Regions from separate parts of the Gossypium hirsutum genome. Here region 2 is linked to region 1. A link is a contact called in public Hi-C data. All regions are on one chromosome and are shown on one strand. The core of a region is the stretch at or near the end of the contact, and the rest is flanking DNA. Distances in the headings are between cores, read along the strand shown. Region 1 has its middle 5.6 kb from the start of LOC121213895. Region 2 overlaps LOC121213558.

Region 1 (3,871 bases), core at 1,254-3,753:
GAATGGGTGGTATTAATAATGAGATGTATTTCTACAGTCTCTTATGTTGTGACCACAAATGGGAGGAGTGGTAGAGTTTTTAAACCAACCAGAGGACTCCGACAAGGTGACCCACTTAGCCCTTTTCTTTTCTCATTTGCAGTGAAGGTTTATCGTCCTTAATCAGGAATGCCACAAGAGAGGGGTTGATTAAAGGGGTGAGAGCTAGCAGAAGAGGCCCGACAATCTCACACTTGTTATTTGCAGATGATTCCATTTTGTTTGGTGAAGCCACCGAAAGTAGTGCAAGGAACCTAAAAGCTATTTTGAAAGAGTATGAGACTTGTTCTGGTCAATGCGTTAATTTTAATAAGTCCATGATCTTTTTTTAGTTCGAATTTAGAGGAGGGTGATAAAGGAAGTATATCGGCTGAAATGGGAATAGGATGCTCGACTAACATGGAGAAATATCTAGGACTGCCAAACATAGTAGGTCGGAAGAAAAAGGAATCTTCTCAGATTCTCAAAGACAGAGTAAAGCAAAGGATCAAAAATTGGAGCACTCGTTTCTTATCTCAAGGGGGTAGAGAGGTTTTCATTAAATCAGTACTTCAAGCAATTCCTACTTACGTAATGACATGTTTCCTACTACCAAAGTCGCTTTGTGGTGAGTTGGACAATTTATTTGCTAGATTTTGGTGGCAGGAAGGAAAAGGAAAGAAAAGAATTCACTGGTGTCAATGGGAATATATGTGTAGGCCTAAAGAGGAGGGTGGTATGGGTTTTCGAAATATGGCACATTTCAATATAGCACTACTGGCTAAGCAAGGGTGGAGGATTATGAATAATCAGAATGCTCTCGTAACGCAAGTATTCAAAGCTAAGTATCTCCAAGATAATCATTTCTTAAATTCCCGTTTAGGAAATTCATGTTCTTATGTTTGGAAAAGCATTTGGGCAGCCAAAGACTTATTGACAAAAGGGCACTGTTGGAAGGTGGGAATGGGTACTAATATTTCTATCAATGATGCTTGGATTCCAGATTCAGTTAACTTTAGATTATTATCAGAAATTAATTCTATGCGCGATGCTAAAGTTGATGAGTTGATTGACAGTCATTACAGAAGTTGGAAAAAAGAGTTGATTACCAGTACCTTTTCGGAAGATGATGCCACCAAAATCCTCAGAATTCCTCTGGCACAAACACCGCATGAAGACTTTCTTATCTGGGGTGGCGAACGGTCGGGTGAATTCACGGTCAGAAGCGCCTATCAACTATTACAAATATTGACTAAAAGTCTTAGAACTTATGCTTTACAGACCATCTATAGGAATTTTTACAAAAAACTTTGGAGCCTAAATCTACTGACTAAAATAAAGGTCACAATATGGAAGTTATCTTGGAATTATCTGCCTACAAAGGTGAATTTACAGCACCGGAAGTTAGCAGTCAATCCAAGCTGTCCCCGATGTGGAGAAGGAGCTGAAACAATGAACCATTTATTTCGCGAATGCCGTGTTACAATGGAGGTATGGAGAGCATTATCGTTCCAGAACATTTTGATGAATCAATGTGAGGATTTTTTACAGTGGATCACCTGGGTAGTAGAGGAGCTCAGCCTTTATCAAAGTTGAATATTCTGTTGTGCACTTTGGGCTATATGGGGAGATAGAAATAAAAAAATACATGAAGGCAAAGTTAGTAATGGGACGGAAGTTGCAAACTTTATAAACAATTACATTAATGAGATTAATGGCCTTGAAAAAAGAGATCTAAATCGTACCGGAGAGAACCAGAGATGGTCGTACCCACAGGAGAGTTTCATCAACATCAACTTTGATGGTGCCTACGATAAAAGCCAGAATCGGTCGGCTTCGGGTATTGTGGCCAGAGATTCGGAACGAAATATCCTCTTCTCATGTTCAGAGATTCATTCTAATATCTCATCGGCCTTTGCTGCTGAAGCAATAACCTGCTGGAGAGCAGTCCAAATAGGAACCGGGAAGGGATGGCAGTTTCTGATTCTTGAAGGAGATTCCCTCGCAATCATCAAAAATGCAATTCAAAGGGTCAAGACAGATCGATGGTAGGGGCATACATTTATAACATTCAACAGAAAATATATGGATTTGATAATATCAGATTTCAACATACACCTAGGTCTGCAAATAATCTTGCACATATCTTAGCAACAGAAACGTTAAAAAGAGGAGAAGAAATTTACCTGGATAGGGGAGTTCCTGAGTATGCTATGGATCAAGCTCGGTACGATAGGAGAAGAGGACCAGATTAGAAGTTTTCAGGAGAGGAAGAGTGGAGAAAGGAAGCCTCAGAACAGTAAAGGAAACGGATCGATTTTCTTGGCATATTTTGAAAATGGAATCATCAAAAATGAATTGAAATGACAGAAAGACTGGAAGACGGTTTCCAAACAACTTCTGATTGGGCAACGGATCGGTGCATTAATGCCGGTTCTAGAATTTTCGTTTATAATATCTAGATATTTTTGTATAAGGCCATCTGATTTGGGCCATGTTTTGGTTTAGGTTTATTTTGTTATGTTTTGGTTTTATTTGGTTTTGGTTTCAGATTAGAACAGTATGTATTTATTTTCATAATAAAGCCCAATCCGGAAATTTCAAAAAAAAAAATTAGCTAACACCAATTAGAAAGTTTGAAAATAAGGAGTGTGATGTTGCGGCTGAGTAATATGGAGGATGATGAAGTAGTTTGCATGTTGGGTGAAGGTGCTTTGGATGGTGATGGCACTTTGAACCAAGTTGAGATTTATTATAATTTTTATATTAATATATTAATATATTTTATAACTTTTTAAATAATTTTTACATGTTTATATAATTTTATAATAATTTTTAATTTTTTGTAATTTTCATATTTTTATAATTTTTTATATGTTTATATAATATTTTACAATTTTTGATGACATTTTTCTTTTACAAATTTTATGATTTTTGTTTTATAAATTTGTATTAGAAAAATGAACCACTAAATCTAGAACTGCCACGTGTCATCATCTATTTGGTCTACAAATTAATTTAACAATTAACATAGTCTAAGATAGAAACCGTTTAATGGATGAGCTTAATTGATTTGTAGGTTATTGACAAGAGCTCAATTGGATAAGTTTAATTAATTATTTTTTTTATTTTTCTCTTAAGGATTTCTTATACCTTTAAGCCTAATATAATACTAATATAATTATGGTTTAGAATAAATTATAAATTTAAATCATTTGTGAGTGTCGATGAATTCTTTTAAATACGATGTTAGAAATCATGAAAAACAAATGCATTGGTGATGGAAGAAACTGGTGGCTAAAAGAAATGAAAGCTGTGGTGGTGGCTGTGATTGTTTAGAGAAAGATGCATAGAGAACTTAGAATATGTTTAAGCTTGGCAAACAATCAAAAGATTCCAAATGAAATATTTAAGCCTTTATTTATAGCTCTCCGAAAAAGTTATTAAAAGAGCAATTATAAAAGAAGTAGAGGCGAATGAACTAAAGTTATCAAAGTAACCATATATACATAGTTGGATGGTAACCAAGTATTCAATTCAAACGATAGTTGAAACCAAATCAAATAACTTAGTGGAGAAAGATGTCCTTACGATAAAGTAGTTGTTAAGAAATTTTTGTATTGAACTAACTTGTGGATTAAAAATTTATAGCATTTTGGATTTAGTTGATGTACATGGCATTGGCATAATAGATGGTTTTCATACTTGTGCTTACAATCTTTGTATCTTTTGATCGTTATTTTGGACCAAACTCATTGCCACAACATTTTGCTTTTTAAGGAGCATAAAGGTATTTGATAATAAAATAGTTGATAGGTTATTCATATATTATATTACATTGTAAGAGAAATGA
Region 2 (3,795 bases), core at 298-2,797, 74 kb after region 1:
GTAAATTAGCCAAAAGTTTTAATAATTTGACTTAAGATATACATCGTCAATAAAAAAGAACTGATCAAAATATGCTGAACTAAATCTTTAAATTTAGTAAGGAGATGAAAATCACATTGTGATTTGAAAAAAAAAAGAAGAAAGTTGCGTGCCTTTTTACAAAAGAGGAAAGAAAAAGCCCAAGAAATAGGCTTGAGTGTTGGCCCAGTGTTCACAAACATCGATGCGAAGATGCCCTGCCCAGGGGCAGAACCAGCCAAGGGAAGTGATAATTGAGTGATTTATAATGAAAAAACCCCTTAGACAAAACGAGGCTTCTATTTTCTGAACCCCCTGTCCCCCTCCATCCCTACATCTTCCACTGCTTCTATGTTTCCTTTATACCACGCTTGTTCCCTTTACCCTTCTTTCGCTTTCCATTATCATGCCTTGGGTCCCCCATCATCATCATTATCTTCCATATTCTCTATTACATTCTCACACCCACATCTATATACATAAACAATTCCATGCTTTTTGTTCTGTAATAACCTTTGATTAAAGCTTTTGTTTATACCCTTTTGAAGGAAATAAAAAAGATGTTATCCCCATAATAATCTCAAATCCAATCATTTCTTTGCTATCTAAAGTCCATACATTTATGACTCATCTCAATCCTTCCCTTTTCAAAGGAATTAATCAAGCAAATCTTCTTTTTGTTTGGTATACACTTGAAATAAAAAAAACTAATGCTTTTTTCAAATACGTAAAAAGAAAGGATTTTAATCATTCCTAATCGTAAAATGATACACAATTTTTATAAATTTATTGATAAAACGACAAATAACGTGTCAACCCATCGCATTGAGAAATAATGAACCAAAGTCCCCAATTGCCAATAAAATCCCAAATTCCCTCTCTCTAGGACTCTTTCAAATTGAATCATGTAGGTGTTTGCAAAAGCAAAACTTTCCCTTCAAATCATATCCGGTACTTCATATATTTTTAATTACGTTATAGTTGTGTTTAAATTTTGATGGATTAATATCTAGTTTTTCTTTGAATTTGTCTAAAAGTATTTAGATAGTACTTGAATTCGTATCTGAGTTTGTATGTCGTCACCTAGGTTAGTATTTCCATACTAACATGGTTTTTTATGTTGATGAATTTTATAGTGGCACATGGAGTAAATTACATGTTAACCCTTAAAAAATTAATTTGTTAACAAATTGAGGACAATGTGTGTAGCGTGATACAAATTTAGGTACTAATTAGATACTTTTAGACAAGTCAACGAATAAACTCCATATTAACTCAATTTTAATACTTTTATAATTTATATTAGGTAAAATTTGAGATGTATTTTGAAAAATAAATTTTAAAATATTATATATATTATGTTTATGTCATGTAATAGTAGGGTATTTAGTTTTTTTTTTCTTTGGATTTTAGGTAGAGTCTTGACTTTTATAAATAAAGCCAAAAACTTTACCTTGCTTAAAGCTAAGTGGGTGGGTCCAAAATTATTGTTCAACATCAGATTTGGTTGATCTTATGTCAAAGACTCAAAAGGGGTGGTGGAGATTTAGGTAGGTGGCATAGATCACACAAGAGTCAACTTAAGAGATCTAACGTTTATGAGAGTGTATTGGGGTCTATGTACTTTAGCCACTTTTATGTTGTTGGTAAAAAAGTTCTTATAAAAATATGATTATAAAATAATTATATTAAAATTAATTTAAGTTTTGATTGAAATGATAATATTGGTGTTTTAAAATTTTGGTTAAATTTTGTTATTATTATTTTTTTATTTTACGAAAGTTGTGAATTTAACCTTATACTTGGTCATTTTTAATCCATGTATTTTTCAAATTTTAAAATTTTAGTTCTCACCAAATCTTAAATTCATTAAGTTACTTTCTGTTATTTCCAAAATCTCATGTGCCAAACATATTACCATATGCAGAATGTCATTTCAGCTTGTTATTTTCACATATTACTTGCTAAAAATTCAATTAATGAATTAACGACTGTCATTTATGTCAAGACTGAAATTTTAAAATTTAGGATTTAGAATGATTCAACTGAAAAATTTGGATTAAATCTACAATTGTATGTACAGCATAGATAGACCTAATCATGGGTTGACCCACTTCCCCGGGCTAGTCCAAAAAGTGGGAGGCTTTGGGAAAAATATAGACCTAAAATATGAGTTTGAACGAAAATTAATGCCCGTTTTCTAAATTGCCAGGCCTCAGGTAGGATTTCTTTGGCCCAGGCCCGACTTGGCCCAACCCAAGTCAGTTATTTTGTTATTGTTTTGTTGTCACTTCATTGCTATTTTATTACCATTTTGTTATTATTGTTTGGATATTGTTTAACTTTTGTTTATTGTTAATTTTGCTACTATTTTAAATGCATTTGTTAAGTATAAAGACTTTTTTAATATATTTTCAATTTGTTGGGAAACATTTATTTTAATGTTTTTAGTGTATTTGATATATTATATTTTTTTAAATTTGTTTTTATATAAAAAATAATCAAATAATAATACAGACAGGTCGGGTCAGGTTCGGGTTTAGCATTTTTAATATGGGTCAGGCTTGGACAAAATTTTAGGCCTATTTTTTAAAGGTAGGGCCCTAGAAACGGGCCTAAAATTTTACATCAGTTCGGTCGGCCCATGATCAGGTCTAAGTACAGGACTAATAATTGAATTTAAACAGGCAAATTTAACTACTATATAGGTTAGAACTAAAATTTTAAAATTTGAAAAGTATAAAGACTAAAATTAACCAATTCAAAAAGTACAATAAATAAAATTAATCAAATTAAAATATAAGGATTAAAATCCATAACTTTTACAAAATACAGTGACTAATAATAAAATTTAACCTAAAAATTTTTTATGTCCTGGATTTAAGTAATAGTTGTAGATTTATTTTAAGTTTAAATTATTTTTTTATAACTTTTGTGTAAAAATATGAAAGATAAAAAACACTTTTATAATAAAATTGGTTACTTTTTAAATAAACTTTGTGGCTGCTTAATTAGTGATATAAACTTAATAATTTTTTGCCACCTGGAATTCATTAAGTAAAGGTGAATTGGGATGATAAAAGAGAAATTTTCTAATCAATCGCTTAATTAACACACTTTTTAAAATCACTGTAGGTTTATATTTATATAATAACAATAATATGAATAATTGTGCTGTTTACTATCGATGAAATAGAAGAATTTTACAAACGAATCTAACATAATGTTCAGTGCTTTTATTATTATTTTACTATACAGTACACCATAGATTCCTTTATTATAAGTTCTGATCATGTTTGTTTTTTTATATAATGCTTAGAATTACATATAGTTTCTTCTTAACTCATAGAAGGATAATTCATTTTAGTGCGTTCAAATTCACGTCTTCTTATATTAACAACAATACATATATTAATTGAATTAAAACTCAATCAATCAGTTTAAATATTTTTTTTATTTCATTAACAGTCAACAGAGTAATAATCTTAATAATATATTCCTCCAGCGTTTTGGATAGTGATTTTACGCTATTAATATAGAAAATGTTATTTCTTTTAACTTCTTTTTAAAATTTAAATAGGGTAAACGTGATTTAGATAGTTTAAATTAGACTTGATTATGGGTTTGACAATCCGCTTAGGTTTGAAGATTCGTCCGAAAATAAATTTGGATAAAAAATAATATTTTTTTTTAAACGAGTCAAGCCTCAAATAAGATTTTTTTTTGCCTGATCTAACCCGAGTTTGTCTAATTTTTCACTATTGTTTTTTTAATGTT

The links. Hi-C and Micro-C count contacts between places; a contact is called where the count stands out from the background.
Region 2: a Hi-C map of leaf shows a contact between it and region 1, with 2.4 times the contacts expected there. The contact joins two enhancer-like sites. A contact is called at or near these places in 4 of 34 Hi-C or Micro-C datasets (leaf and seedling).

The regions. Positions count from the first base shown.
Region 1 is chrD01:17,871,383-17,875,253 of Gossypium_hirsutum_v2.1, forward strand. No RefSeq gene overlaps it. Among protein-coding and RNA genes, the nearest start is that of LOC121213895, 5.6 kb to the left of the region's middle. Within about 2 kb of position 2,504, at least 7 of the 9 cell types and tissues checked have an H3K27ac peak or open chromatin away from gene starts, as enhancers often do. A contact at or near this core is called in leaf, where this site is marked.
Region 2 is chrD01:17,946,689-17,950,483 of Gossypium_hirsutum_v2.1, forward strand. All of the region lies in intron 5 of LOC121213558, which reads right to left. Among protein-coding and RNA genes, the nearest start is that of LOC121213558, 14 kb to the right of the region's middle. Within about 2 kb of position 1,548, at least 3 of the 9 cell types and tissues checked have an H3K27ac peak or open chromatin away from gene starts, as enhancers often do. A contact at or near this core is called in leaf, where this site is marked.